Linked DNA regions of Mus musculus: all the other regions are linked to region 2. A link is a contact called in public ChIA-PET data. All regions are on one chromosome and are shown on one strand. Each heading gives the region's core, a stretch centred on a gene start, on an enhancer-like site or on the middle of the called end of the contact. The rest is flanking DNA. Distances are from core to core; before and after follow the strand shown. Region 1 holds the start of Tmppe (transmembrane protein with metallophosphoesterase domain). Region 2 overlaps Cnot10 (CCR4-NOT transcription complex, subunit 10). Region 3 overlaps Glb1 (galactosidase, beta 1).

Region 1 (4,235 bases), core at 742-3,241, 210 kb after region 2:
CTTTCAGAGGTCCTGAGTTTAATTCCCAGCACCCACATGGTGGCTCACAACCATCTGTAATGGGACCCAATGTCCTCTTCTGGTGTGTCTGAAGATAGCTACAGTATAGTCACATAGAAAAATAAATAAATCTAACAACAACAACAACAGAAGGAGGAGGGAGAGGAGGAGGAGGTGGAGGCAGGAGAATCTCTGACTTCCAGGCCAGCCTGCTCTACAGAGTGAGTTCCAGGACAACCAGGGCTACAAAGAGAAACCCTGTCTTGAAAAAGGAAAAAAAAACAAAACCAACTCCCCCCCCAAAACTAAACAACCCCACACACACATTTTATTTTTTTTTGTTTTGTTCTGTTTTGTTTTTAGAGACAGGGTTTCTCTGTGTAGCCCTAGCTGTCCTGGAACTCACTCTGTAGACCAGGCTGGCCTCGAACTCAGAAATCTGCCTGCCTCTGCCTCCCGAGTGCTGGGATTAAAGGTGTGTACCACCACCACCCGGCTTTAATTTTTAATCTAGGTCTGAAGTTTGAGAGTTAACGTTGCAGATGCAAACAAACAAAAATAACTGAAAGCCAGTTGGCTGGAATTTCTTGGCTCTAATCTAACTGCTCAAGAGGGATAGCTACATAATTAAGAATTCCCGCGGAGATCACAAAGCAGCGTCTCAGGGTTCGGCTCTCACAGGGCACCTCAATTTCTTGCCTGGTGACTTACATCAGACTGGTGACACCTCCATAAATCCTTATCTCTTCCTGCCCATCCTGACACTCCAGATATATGGGTTCCTTTCCCCTACCTGTTGGAGCCTCTGCCCACTGGTTCTCAAGACCTCAAGCTCTGACGGAGCAGCCGGCACTAAATTTTCGTTCTCCTTAATCGAAAGCATTTTCAGCAACTGTTTTCCAGAAACTTAAACAAGTTTCAACTCTGGTTTTAGATAAACGTGTGCCATTTCCAAGAGTGTAATTTTTACAAGTCTACAAGGTTCAAAGTCTACTACCAAGTACTTGAACTTACCCGACTCAGTCCATCTGGAGGGCCCCAAGGTGACTCGCTCAAAGTGCAAATGAGTAGGAGCCCCGTTCCACCACGCCCTGTCCCCTTCGCAGGTTCGGTGCAGACCTCCCCAGGTGCGTGTCCCACGCGCCTCAGCCACTGCCCTGCCACCCAGACCTCGCCTGTAGCACTTGGCCTCTTCCCACCCTCCTCCCGCACCGCCAAACCCTAAAAGAAGAAAAAGGCTTCCAACAAACAAGGCGATGCACACCTCAAACTAAAAGCAGCCAGCAGGTGGCTAGCGAGAAACATGAACAGTATGTTTGAAAAGGGAGAAGTCTCTGAAAGCGAATATTCCTGTGACCCCACTGCAGGAGCCACTCCTGACCCCATTTTTTCTCCTTCCGGAGCGTTCCATGAAGCCCGAACTCCGCAAGGATCGCGCCCCACGCCACTGCCCGCGGAGCCCTCTAGCAGCCCCGCGCAGCCTGGACCCCTCTCCCCAGAAACCGAAGCTGGAAAGACTCAGGCGCACCTCAGCTAGCCCCCGACCGCGCTGCACAAACCGGGAAGCAGGTCCGTGCACACGGGACCGCCGCAGCGGAACCCACGCGCGCCAGCAACCAGGAAGGACGCGCGCCCCGCCCGTCCGGCCCGCCTCCTACGGGAGGCCCGACCACTGCCTGCGCCTCGGCGGCCTGCCTGCTCTGAGCGGGTGATCGAGGGTAACCCGGATCCCGACTTTGCAGAGCCGCGGCTTTCCTCGGCCTCTGCCCGCTTCCCAGCGGCGGAGCGTCCCCGCGCGGTGGCACCGGAGACTTACATAGATGCCGTGCGCAGCGCCCAGCAGTTGCAGCAGTGCCAGGAGCGGGAGCGGCGTACACAGGGGGACCCGGAGCATGATCGCGCCACGATGGGGTCTCTCCGTTAGGCAGTGGGCGCTCTGGCCAGCCGCTGCACCTCCGGGGGTTGTTGAGGACCCTATGCCAGGACCCGCCCCCAGCTCCGCCCCGCCCCGAGGCTCTGTGCTGCGAGTGGAGGTCCAGCCTCTGTAGGCCACGTGACTCAGAAGCAGCTGTGGTCTATGCATCTCCCACAACTGTGTTTCCTTCCGGAATGGCGGCACCCCTGAATGAGCAATGATGAAGTTCAGGGGCTGGCCATTCACAGGGGCCTTCAGCCTGTCCCGGCTGCCAGAAAAGAACTGAGCAGGGAAGAGGAAACCAGCCAGTCAGTCCTCAGTGCTCTGGCCTTAGAAGCCTAGCCCCTAAAACTCTCCCTAGCACGTGGTCTAACATTCACAAGGTGTGGTCCACAGGCCAACGAGACTTAAACATGGAAATGCAGACTCTGGGCCCCAGCCCAGAAACCCTGAAGTCCTAGACCCGGACCCAGCTCCGAGGTTCAGTGAAAGCAAAGGTGAAGAAGCACTGTAGTAGGTTACAGAGGAATTCTAAGTGTGACTCAGCTATGGCCAAGTTATTTTGAAGTGCCCTGATTTTTAATGAGAACAGTAGCCCTTCCCTCTGGCAACTTCTGATCTTCCGCCTACTGCCTCCTGAATGCTGGAAGTATAGCCATGGGTCATCACCTCTGCTTTAGTTGACGTTGACTTAAATATACATGAGATTTTCCCAGCTTTAATGAGTTGTAGTCAATAACAATATTCATTTATTTTAGGCATTATCTCATTTATTTATTTATTTATTTATTTCACTTACTTTTTGCAATGCTATCGGTGAGTCTCAGGTCCTCATTAATTCTAGGCAAGTACTCTACTATTGGGCCACACCCCTAAATCCCCTTTTTCTTTCTTTCTTTCTTTCTTCCTTTCTTTCTTTCTTTCTTTCTTTCTTTCTTTCTTTCTTTCTTTCTTTCTTTCTTTCTTTCCTTCTCTCTCTCTCTCTCTCCTTCTTTCTTTCTGTTTGTTTTTCTGAGGCAGCTTCTCACTGTGTATCTTTTTTTTTTCTGGATTTTTGAGACAGGGTTTCTCTGTGTAGCTCTGGCTGTCCTGGAACTCACTTTGTAGACCAGGCTGGCCTCAAACTCAGAAATCCGCCTGCCTCTGCCTCCCAAGTGCTGGGATTAAAGGCGTGCGCCACCACGCCCGGCCTCACTGTGTATCTTTAGCTGGCCTGGAACTCTAGAAGATAGCCTGAAGACTGGGCTGGTAGTTGTTTTTAGTGATAGAGGGTTTGGGGTGGGGATACGGGTGGGGCACGACGATGTGAGAGGGAGGCGGGAGTGAGTACTCTCAGAACCTGCACAGCGCAGCACTCCTACAGTGAGATGGGCGAATCCTGAACTCTGGGGCCAGGTAGCCTGGGTTATGCAAAGGAGAACAGTAGGACAAACGGCCTCAGAGCAGGACACACACCAGATATCATTCTCTGACCTCCACATGTACACCATGGCGCACATACACACATGTGGGCATTCACACACGGGGTCATATATACTAATATACAAATAAATATCCTAAATAAAGCTGTTTTTTTTTTTGGTTTTTTTTTTTTGGTTTTTCGAGACAGGGTTTTTCTGCGTAGCCCTGGCTGTCCTGGAACTCACTCTGTAGACCAGTCTGGCCTTGAACTCAAATTTGCCTGCCTCTGACTCCCAAGTGCTGGGATTAAAGGTGTGTACCATCACGCCCAGCCCAAAATTTGAATTTTTTTAAAAAACAGGATCTCAAGGCTGTCCTTGAACTTACTATGGTTCAGTGGTTGTTTTAGTTCTATAAAACAGGGCCTTTATTATGCAGCTCTGGCTGCCCTGAGATTCTATGTGAAACAGAGAACTTGCCTGCCTCTGCCTCCTAGATGCTAAGATGGGAGGTGTATACTGCCTTGTCCACTCTCACAGTGTGTTTTGATAGGTAGAACATGTAGTTAAATTAGGTTATTGACAGACTAACTCCTTCACTGGATTCTAAATGAACTCCTGTCATCTTCTCACCTGGATCTCCAGTTTGTCCATGACATTTTAGCTCTGTCTTTGGTGGTCTAAGCCACTGTGGTGTGGTGGCTTTCACCTGTAATCATTAATGCTCTATAGGGGGAGGCAGAAGGATTTCCACAAATAAGAGGCTAGCCTGGGTTACATGCCACTCTAGATAGACATCTCTAGACCTGATGTGTCCTCTAGTAAATTTCCACACAGGGGATGTTTCTACACTGTTTCATTATTTTTGGACATTTTGACTCTCTTGCCTGTATGGGCTACACATAATTTGATATCTTTGC
Region 2 (4,564 bases), core at 368-2,867:
CTACTGTAATTATGATTTAGAGCTTCTGTGGATACAGACAGACCCTAAGGAAGCACACTACTCATTGCCATGAGTCAGAATGTCCAGAAGAGGGCATTTGTCTCCTTTTTATTTTAGCTCATGTCTGCTTCCTAGAGAATTGCTCCTCAGCCTTGTCTGTGAGTTCCCATCCAGGGATTCAGCCGACCTCTGATTAAAAATATTTACAGGCAAAAAAATTATAATAGTGTTGACCGTGTGCTGACTTAGGTTTTAAGTTTTGGGGGATATTTTGTGGGCGTTTATGTGCACCACATGCATGCCTGGTTCTCAAGGAGTTGAGAAGAGAGTATCAGGTCTCCTGGGACAGAGTTACACACAGTCCTGAGCCACCATGTGGGTGCCGAAAGTCAGATTCTACAACAACAGCTGGCGCTCCTAACTGCTGAGCTGTCTCCAGCCCAGCCCACACCCTGTGCATTCTAGTGTGCCTCCATTCTCATGGCTCCACCTACAGTTGTCTTGCGTTAGTATTGACAGTGCAGAGTCTCCTCCTGTTCTGATATATGTGCTTACAGTCCTTTGTAGTTTTATGTCTTGTGTGAGATTTGGGGTTGGATTTTTTTTTTTACCATTTGCTTATAACAGCTTTTATTAAACTTTTTGTACATGAGAGAAAGTTCAGTAACAGTTAATGATTCTGGTTTTTTTTTTTTTTTTTTAATTGTGTTGAGATAGGGTTTCTCTGTCTTTGCCTCTGAGTGCTAGGATCAAAAGCGTGTGCCATCACAGTTAATGATTCCTTATAGCAAAAAAGTCTGGCCGGGCGTGGTGGCGCAGCCTTTAATCCCAGCACTCTGGAGGCAGAGGCAGGCGTATTTTTGAGTTCAAGGCCAGCCTGGTCTACAGAGTGAGTTCCAGGACAGCCAAGGCTGTACAGAGAAACCCTGTCTCAAAAAACCAAAAAAGAAAAAAGAAAAGTCTGGTTTATTTTTCTACAGTCTGTAAAGCTATTTTGTCTTGTTCTTTGAAGTGATGGTCAGTCTTCAGCCATTCCTGTAGCCAGTGTGGAGTTTGCAGCCATCTGTCTCAGAAATGCCTTGTTGCTGTTACCTGAAGAACAGCAAGATCCCAAGCAGGAAAATGGCTCCAAGAGCAGCAGCCAGCTTGGAGGGAACACGGAAAGCAGCGAGAGCAGCGAGACGTGCAGGTAACCATCCGTCACCTGACAGTTTCAGAGGTTTAGTCCATTCTTGTCATAGTAGGGCATGTGGTAGCACACAGGCAGACATGGTGCTGAGTTCTCCATCTGGATCCAACCGCAGCAGGAAGAATGAGATGCTGGGACCTGGCTTGAGCTTTTGAACACTCAAAGCCCACCCCTAGTGACACACTTCTTCCAACAAGGCCACACCTTCTAATCCTTTTAAATAGTGCTACTCTCTGTTGGCTAAGATTCATATATATGAGTCTAAGGGGGCCATTCTTACTCAACTCACCACAGGACGGCAAGGTCTTGATCGCTTACTGTTGAGGGAAACTGGGACAGGAACTGAAGCAGATAGAAGCTGAGGAAGAACTCTGTTGCATGTGGTTTTAAAAAACACACCCCTGCCTTTGACCTAGACAGCAGCAGCCCTCTGGCCCCTCCCAGCTTAGCTCTGAGTGTGAGCCACTTCTGGCTGGCCTAAGAGCTGCCTCGCTCTACAGCTCGCTCTCAGCTTCTCTTGTGTTCCTCTTGGCTTAGCTTCACCAGGCTGCCATAACTGACCCATGTCTCTCTCTAACCCCCTTTGCTCCTCAGTTGGAAAACACTCAAGACAGTTTTATTACTTTAGAACTTGCCTGCTAGCACAGTTGCTGGGCACAGAGTCTCCTGCTCTAAACTTATCATCCTATCTGTACCAGCGGCCTCTGCAGACCTCCAGTGGCAGCGGCCGCTGCTTCTAGCTTCTCCAAGATCTTGCATGATTGTTTCATGCTTCTCCTTCCAAAGCCTTCTCCTCCTGGGACCCGGAAATCCCACCTGTCCCTTCTGCCCAGTGATTGGCTCCTGGCCTCCTTTATTGACCAAATCAAGAACCAATTAGAGAACCAGCTCTCAGTATCAGCACCTCCCCCTAGACAGGCCTATTCCACATGGCTTGCTTCCCATAGCTCACTGTGCTTTTTTACACAACCCAGATGCATCTGCCCAGGCTGGCACCACCCACAGTGGACTGGGTCTTTCTGTGTCAGTCAGCAGTCAAGAAAAAGCCCCACAGACTTGCCTCTAGGCCTTGTCTCAGTTGAGGTGCCTCTTCCCAAGTTACTCTAGCTGTGTCAATTTGACAAAAAAACTAACCAATGTACCCACCTTGGCAAAAGTCCTTTAGGACTTCTTCAGCAAACCTGTCTGTCTGTCTGTCTGTCTGTCTGTCCTTTAGATAGCTTCCCAAACTTCCTCCAGCAGTTCCAAAATTCACTCATACCAAAGGAGAGGCAAGCTGAGTGATCAGAGCACTTGAGACAAGATAGGCTCTTAAAGAGCGGCTTGGAGGCCAGAGCCAGGTATGATGGCACACTCCTGTGGCCCATTCTGGGAGCAGAAGGACAACAAGCTACTAGCCTGGGATATGTAACAGAACCCTGTCTGGAGAAATAGGAAAGAAGAGAAACACAGTTAGGATAACAGTGGGGATATTTGAAAGTCATGTGTGCCAGAGACAGCTTTTTTTTTTTTTTTTAACATTTGTTGACTATTAGGAGCCAACCTGGGGTGAGGTGGGCAGGCAGGCCACCATGTGTGTTCCATAGCACATCTACGACCACAGATAATCACATACACACATTTTAAAAGTGTGTATATATATATATATATATATATGTATATATATATATATATATATTTTTTTTTTTTTTTTTTAAAGTGCCAACTAGATGTGGTAGCACACACCTTTTATCCCAACAGTCAGGAGACAAAGACAGACAGAGGTCAGCCTGGTCTTCAACTTGAGTTCCAGGACAGACAGGGCTGTTAAGCAAAGAAACCCTGTCTCCAAAAATAAAAAATAAAAAATAAAATAAAAGAGTAAGCAAGAAAAGAAAAGCCTTTTTTTTTCCCCCCCAAATCAGCTTCAAAAGTGTAGTGAGCCTTCTGCCTCAGCCTCCCTGGTGCTGCTGGATCAGAGGTGTGAGCCACCATCCCTGCTGGAAGGTCTGCTCTCTCGTATCACCTGTAAACTGCATCTCCATTCAACACTTTCATTTATTTCTTTCTTTCTTTCCTTTTTTTTTTTTTTTTTTTTTGTTTATTTTGGTTTTTTTTGGTTTTTTGAGACAGGGTTTCTCTGTGTAACCCTGGCTGTCCTGGAACTCACTTTGTCCACCAGGCTGGCCTCGAACTCAGAAATCCGCCTGCCTCTGCCTCCCGAGTGCTGGGATTAAAGGCATGTGCCACCACGCCCGGCTGATATTAGACATTTTTAAGTATTCATTATAGAAATTTTGAGACAAGGTCTCACATAGACCAGGCTTACTCACTAGGTAGCTGAGGGTGACCTTTGGCTACTCCCTCCCACGTCTTGGGAATTAAAGACACACACCATCATGCCTGGTTTATGCAATGCCAGGAGGGAATGGGGGCTTTCATACTTGTTGGACGAGCACTCTATCAGCTGAACCACAAAACAGTTTATTTACTAAAGACATTTTGAGCTGGCCCATGGTGGTGCATACCTTTAATCCTAGTACCTGGGAGGCAGAAGAAAGTGGATCACTTGAGTTTGAGGCCCTAGCCTGGTGTACAGAGTGAGTTCCAGGACAGCCATGGATACACAGAGAAACCCTGTCTAGAAAACCCAACAAAAAAAAAAAAAGGAAAGGAAGAAGAAAAAGTTGAAGTGTGTGAATGTGCTTATGTAAAAGTGCTGTTGTGTGCTAGGGAAAATACAGTAGTGCAGTGAGATAGTTTGGAGTTAGCGTGTTTGTAGGGCTAGGCCTTCGTGCACTCATTGCTCCCACTTGCATATGTTGTTGTCAGAACTGGGTGGCGAGGTGCAGTAGCAACAGGAGAACAAATTGCACAGTGGTGTTTCTTTCCATACCTAAGAGTCTTTCTCTATTTCAGCAGTAAGAGCCATGATGGAGATAAGTTCATTCCCGCTCCACCGTCTTCTCCGCTGAGGAAACAGGAGTTAGAAAACCTCAAGTGAGTACCTGAGGTGGAGCGGCCACTGGGAGGAGCACCTGCCCTTGACCCCGTCACACCACTGCATATATACATGGTGGGCCCCACTGTGTGGGTCTGCACAGCACTGTCTTCTGCCTGGGAGCATCCTACAAGACCTAACAATCCAGCCTCCCCTCCCCTCACTGCTAAAGCTCCAGGGTGTGCAGCCACACCCACACAGCAGTGCTCTTACCCACTGTCAGCTGCAACCCCTGTAAGCTTATCTGAACAAACTGGGGTGGGGAGGCCGTAGTGCTGGGGAGGTAGGTAGTGCTGGGGTGGGGCAGGTAGTGCTGAGGGGGTAGGTAGTGCTGAGGGGGCAGGTAGTGCTGGGGGGGGAGCAGGTAGTGCTGAGGGGGCAGGTAGCCAAGGACT
Region 3 (4,419 bases), core at 703-3,202, 170 kb after region 2:
GCAATGGCTAGCTCAGGGCAGGGGGGTATCAGGGAGGCTCCCACAGGGCGTTGGCTGCTGTGACAGCTCACTTCCCATACACAGTAGCCTTGGGAGCCTTGTTTGTTCTTCTAAGGAAAGAGATAACATGCTTGAATAGGTAAGAAACCAGAAACACAGAGAAAAACAAACTTCCTAACCAGAAGATGGTGAAACAAGAAAACAAAAGCATCCTCAAACAAGGCGAAGAGACAGTAATACAGAGAAGAAAAATAAGAGAACGGGGAGCATAAAGAAGAAATAACAATAATAATAATAATAATAGCCGAAATTGATCTCTGCATGGGGCTCAGGTGCTGAAGTGCCAGCCACTCGAGCAAAGGAGCTGAGTTCTAACCCCCGGACCCACAAAAAGCTAGGCATTGGAGAGTAGGGGGGCGGGGGGCGCTGCTTGCCAGTGAACTCCAGGGGCAGTGAGAGACTCTGCCTCAAAACTAGGGTGGGGAGAGGCTGAGGAAGACATGCTACACTTACAAACACAAACATACACACGTGCAAAACAGAAACCAGTCTCTGTGTATCAAGAATTACAATTATAAGCTGGGCGTGGTGGCACACGACTTTAATCCCAGCACTCGGGAGGCAGAGGCAGGCGGATTTCTGAGTTCGAGGCCAGCCTGGTCTACAAAGTGAGTTCCAGAAAAGCCAGAGCTAAACAGAGAAACCCTCGAAAAACAACAACAATAAAACAACAACAACAACAAAATTTACAATTACGGGTTGGAGAGATACTTCAGTGCTTAAGAGCACTCACTGACTGCTCTTCCAAAGGTCCTGAGTTCAAATCCCAACAACCACATGGTGGCTCACAACCATCCTTAATGAGATCTGATGCCCTCTTCTGATGTGTCTGAAGATAGCTACAGTGTACTTACATATAATAAATAAAAATCTTAAAAAAAAAGTTACAATTACAATCAGAGACATACACAGGTGCAAAACAGAAACCAGACTCAGTGTATCAAGAGTTACAATGTATTGGGCTGGAGGCTCCATTCAGATACAGGTTAAGGGGGCTTCTTGCTCCTTCAGGAAACTCCACTTGAATTCACAACATTGGACAGCTCACAACTGCCTGCTAACTCCAGCTCCAGGGGATTCAATGACCTTTTTGGGACCCTTGGGTATCCACACACACACACAGAGGCAAATCTTTTTTTTTTTTTTTTTTTGGTTTTTTCGAGACAGGGTTTCTCTGTGTAGCCCTGGCTGTCCTGGAACTCACTCTGTAGACCAGGCTGGCCTCGAACTCAGAAATCCACCTGCCTCTGCCTCCCAAGTGCTGGGATTAAAGGTGTGCGCCACCATGCCTGGCTCGAGGCAAATCTTAAATAATAAATAAAAAACTATTAATAAAAAAGAGAAAGGAAATTTAAATGAAAATATATATTTCTCTTTCTTCCCCCCTCCTCCCCTCTCTGCTTTCATCTATGTAGCTGAGGCCTCGAGCCATCATATAATTGAGGATGACTTGACTCCTGATCGATCCTCTTGCTCAGTATCTGGGTTGCAGGCATGCACCACACTAGGTTTATATCATGCTCTTTTTCCATAACATGCCAGGTGGTGGTGCACAGCTCTCGGGAGACAGAGGCAGGCAGATCTCTGTGAGTTCAAAGTAGGAATCTCATCTACACAGAGAGACCCTGTCTCAAAACATAAGCCCCCCTCCCCCCCAAAATATGAAAATATTTCTGAACACAAATCTTAACACATGCTTACACTGACATTACACGACACCTAACTTTTACCACTTATTGGCAGAAAACTTCAAAACCAGGTGACTGAGCAAAAAAATTGTGGGTTTGCTTTTTTTTTTTTTTTTCAATTCACCACAGAGACAGGAAACCCCACCTGAGAGCTTTAGGTGCTTCAAAGGCTGGCTGCTGGCAGAACAGAGACGTTCCCGAGCCAGCTAGAGGAAACAGCAGTCGACTGCCCCAGGTGGAGCACAGCATCTCCCTCTGCACAGACCACAGATGCTCTGCACACTGGTGGCTATCAATTTTCCTCCCTATACATTCGAGCCACCACAGGGACGTATCTTCTGGCTTCTACTTGCTGCCCACAGTGTCAGAGACCACGCCGGATGGCTCACACATGTCCTTTGCTCTCCCTATCGCATGGTTAGGAACCCTAATCCCAGCCTCACAGATGAAGGGTGCAGAGCCTAGAGCCTTTGCTGATAAACTCATGGGGTCTTCCCCAGGCACACCGTACCCAAAACCTGTGCCTCCCTCCTTCACCTCCGTTAGCAAGGGATCCATCCACAGAGCCATGAGGAGTTCACAGCAGGCCCCCCAGCAGCCCAGCTCTCTGAGAGTTCGAAGGACCCACCATCTGAATGACTTCTCGAAGAGCAAAATACTTCTTAGTGAGGTCCCCAGCCTCGCTCAGTGGGGCGTCGTAGTCATAGCTGGTGGGCTGTGGCTCATAGGGCGTGTTGGCACCTGGAAGACAGAAAAGGTCACCAGTCAGTCACTTGAGGTCATTGCTCAGGGGCTCAACGTTGGGGTGAGGAGAAGTGGAAGGCACATTAAAGCCCCAAATGGTAAGAGGGGGGATAGCATTTCTACAGCTGGTCAAGCACTTGCCCAGCACAGCAGACCCCGGATGTGCTGGCCCATGCCTGTAACTGAGCATCTGGGAGGTGGAGCAGGAAGATTAGAAGTTCAAGGTCACTCTCATTTTGCATGTTATGTGCATACGTGTTTCACAGGCATATATGTCTGCACGCCGTGTGTGATCCACAGAGGCTGGAAGAGTGTATCAGATCCCCTGGGACTAGGGCTGCAGATGTGGGTGCTGGGAATCGAACCTGGGTCCTCTGGAAGAGCAGCCAGTGCTCTGATCTGCTTTTTCTCCGTTTACATCCCTCCAGGGAAAGCCTTTCTCTAACAGCCAATCAGTCTGGGGACGTAGAACCACTTTTCCCTGCCCCCCCCTGCCCCCAAGACTCTAAGGTTTCCTTAGGATAGGCCGAAGTCGCCCACAGAGTTACATCACCACCGACTTTCTCACAGAGTTAAATCACCCCGACATCTCTCTCACAGTTACATCACATGTCCCCCAACCCCCCATCTCATTCACAGTTACATCACCTTGTCTTCTACACCCTGTTGTTTTTGTGGGACCGGTGCTGCCCCTGAGAACATACCCAAGGAACATTTTCTGTGATGGCTGATATTATTGACTCGACAGTCAATAATATTATTGATATTATTGACTTAGACGCACCTAGGAGAGGCTCTACCTAGATAGGGAAGAAGCTACCATCCCATGGGCTGGTGTCCCACAGTAAAGACAAAACCAGTCGAGTCCCAGCCAGCACTCATCTCTGGCCCTTTCCTGACTGCAGAGATGACTCGGCCAACGGCTTCGAGCTCCTGACCACTTCCTCAGGTTTGGTTTTGTTAGGTTTTTCTCACAGCAATGGGAAGCATAATCAATACAACTTCCCAGAATGTGACCTGTGACAAGACCAATGAGCAGACTCAAGGCTGGGCACATAAAAGCACCAAAAAAAAAAAAAAAAAAAAAAAAAATCCCTTGCAATTATTGTTCATGGTGCAGAGTCTAGACCAGAAACTTCTAAGCTTGTCAAAGTGGATACTTACAGGGTTAGGTTCCCTTTTGGCCAGTCCTTTGGAAATTTACCCATGCATGAGAGACACATGAGGAGTCCTGCCCTGGAAGCTGGTTCCTGTGAGGGATTGGGGGTGGGCTGGGGGCAGGGGTGGTCTTTCGTCCCTTTTCTTCTTTCTTTCAGACGAGGCCCAGGATAGCTTCAAACAAGCTATGCATCCAAGGCCGATAACGGACTTCTGGTCTTCTGCCTCTTATCTCTCAGATGTCAGGATCACAGGTGTGTCTCTCAGGTGCTGGGATCACAGGTGTGTATCTGGGCTCACAGGTGTCTCTCTCAGGTGCTATGATCACAGGCGTGTATCTGGGGTCCCAGGTGTGTATCTGGGGTCCCAGGTGTGTATCTGGGGTCCCAGGTGTATGTCAGAGGGTCACAGGTGTTTCTGGGATCACAGGTGTGTATCTGGGATCCCAGGTGTCTCTCTCAGGTGCTAGAATCACAGGTGTGTATCTGGGGTCACAGGTGTATATCAGGGACTATGGGTGTGTATCTGGGGTCACAGCTATGTATCACCAAACCTGGTTTGGCAGTACTGGGACCTTGTGCAGGCTAAGTTGGCACTGTACCTAGAGGGTGACACCTGCAGCCCTTGAGATAGCGACACTACTGCAGCTAACCGTGAGCCTGCAAGGTTTTCTTCCCCTTCTAACTCAGCAGCCCTCTGCCACGCACACTCGAGAACGAAGCTGTTCTCTGACGGCTCTAATTTGTAAGTAAATGAGGCTCCAAACATA

Evidence for each region. ChIA-PET counts read pairs in DNA pulled down with a chosen protein or histone mark.
Region 1: a contact with region 2 is called in an RNA polymerase II ChIA-PET map of memory CD8 T cells, with 30 read pairs. The contact joins the promoter of Tmppe here to the enhancer-like site in region 2. A contact is called at or near these places in 5 of 39 promoter capture datasets (the 3T3-L1 cell line, the C10 cell line, cranial neural crest and 1 more), 6 of 484 Hi-C or Micro-C datasets (CD4 single positive thymocytes, CD8 T cells, DN2 thymocytes and 3 more), 7 of 115 datasets of contacts at active chromatin or transcription factors (acute myeloid leukemia, bone marrow-derived macrophages, embryonic stem cells and 3 more) and 3 of 9 other capture datasets (adipose tissue, liver and pancreatic islet).
Region 3: an RNA polymerase II ChIA-PET map of memory CD8 T cells shows a contact between it and region 2, with 10 read pairs. The contact joins two enhancer-like sites. A contact is called at or near these places in 1 of 484 Hi-C or Micro-C datasets (nephron progenitors) and 4 of 115 datasets of contacts at active chromatin or transcription factors (embryonic stem cells and memory CD8 T cells).

The regions. Positions count from the first base shown.
Region 1 is chr9:114,398,851-114,403,085 of GRCm38.p6, reverse strand. Tmppe (transmembrane protein with metallophosphoesterase domain) reads right to left here and starts at 1,991. Exons shown (of 2, transcript NM_001200002.1): 1 at 1,817-1,991. Glb1 (galactosidase, beta 1) reads right to left here and starts at 2,008. Exons shown (of 16, transcript NM_009752.2): 1 at 1,817-2,008. The coding sequence starts at 1,894.
Region 2 is chr9:114,610,249-114,614,812 of GRCm38.p6, reverse strand. Cnot10 (CCR4-NOT transcription complex, subunit 10) reads left to right here. Exons shown (of 20, transcript NM_153585.5): 12 at 1,013-1,189; 13 at 4,088-4,168. Among named protein-coding and RNA genes, the nearest start is that of Gm51659, 23 kb to the left of the region's middle. Within about 2 kb of position 1,617, at least 53 of the 459 cell types and tissues checked have an H3K27ac peak or open chromatin away from gene starts, as enhancers often do. A contact at or near this core is called in CD8 T cells, acute myeloid leukemia, adipose tissue and 2 more, where this site is marked.
Region 3 is chr9:114,441,079-114,445,497 of GRCm38.p6, reverse strand. Glb1 (galactosidase, beta 1) reads right to left here. Exons shown (of 16, transcript NM_009752.2): 10 at 2,377-2,489. Among named protein-coding and RNA genes, the nearest start is that of Gm30254, 18 kb to the left of the region's middle. Within about 2 kb of position 1,952, at least 35 of the 459 cell types and tissues checked have an H3K27ac peak or open chromatin away from gene starts, as enhancers often do. A contact at or near this core is called in memory CD8 T cells, where this site is marked.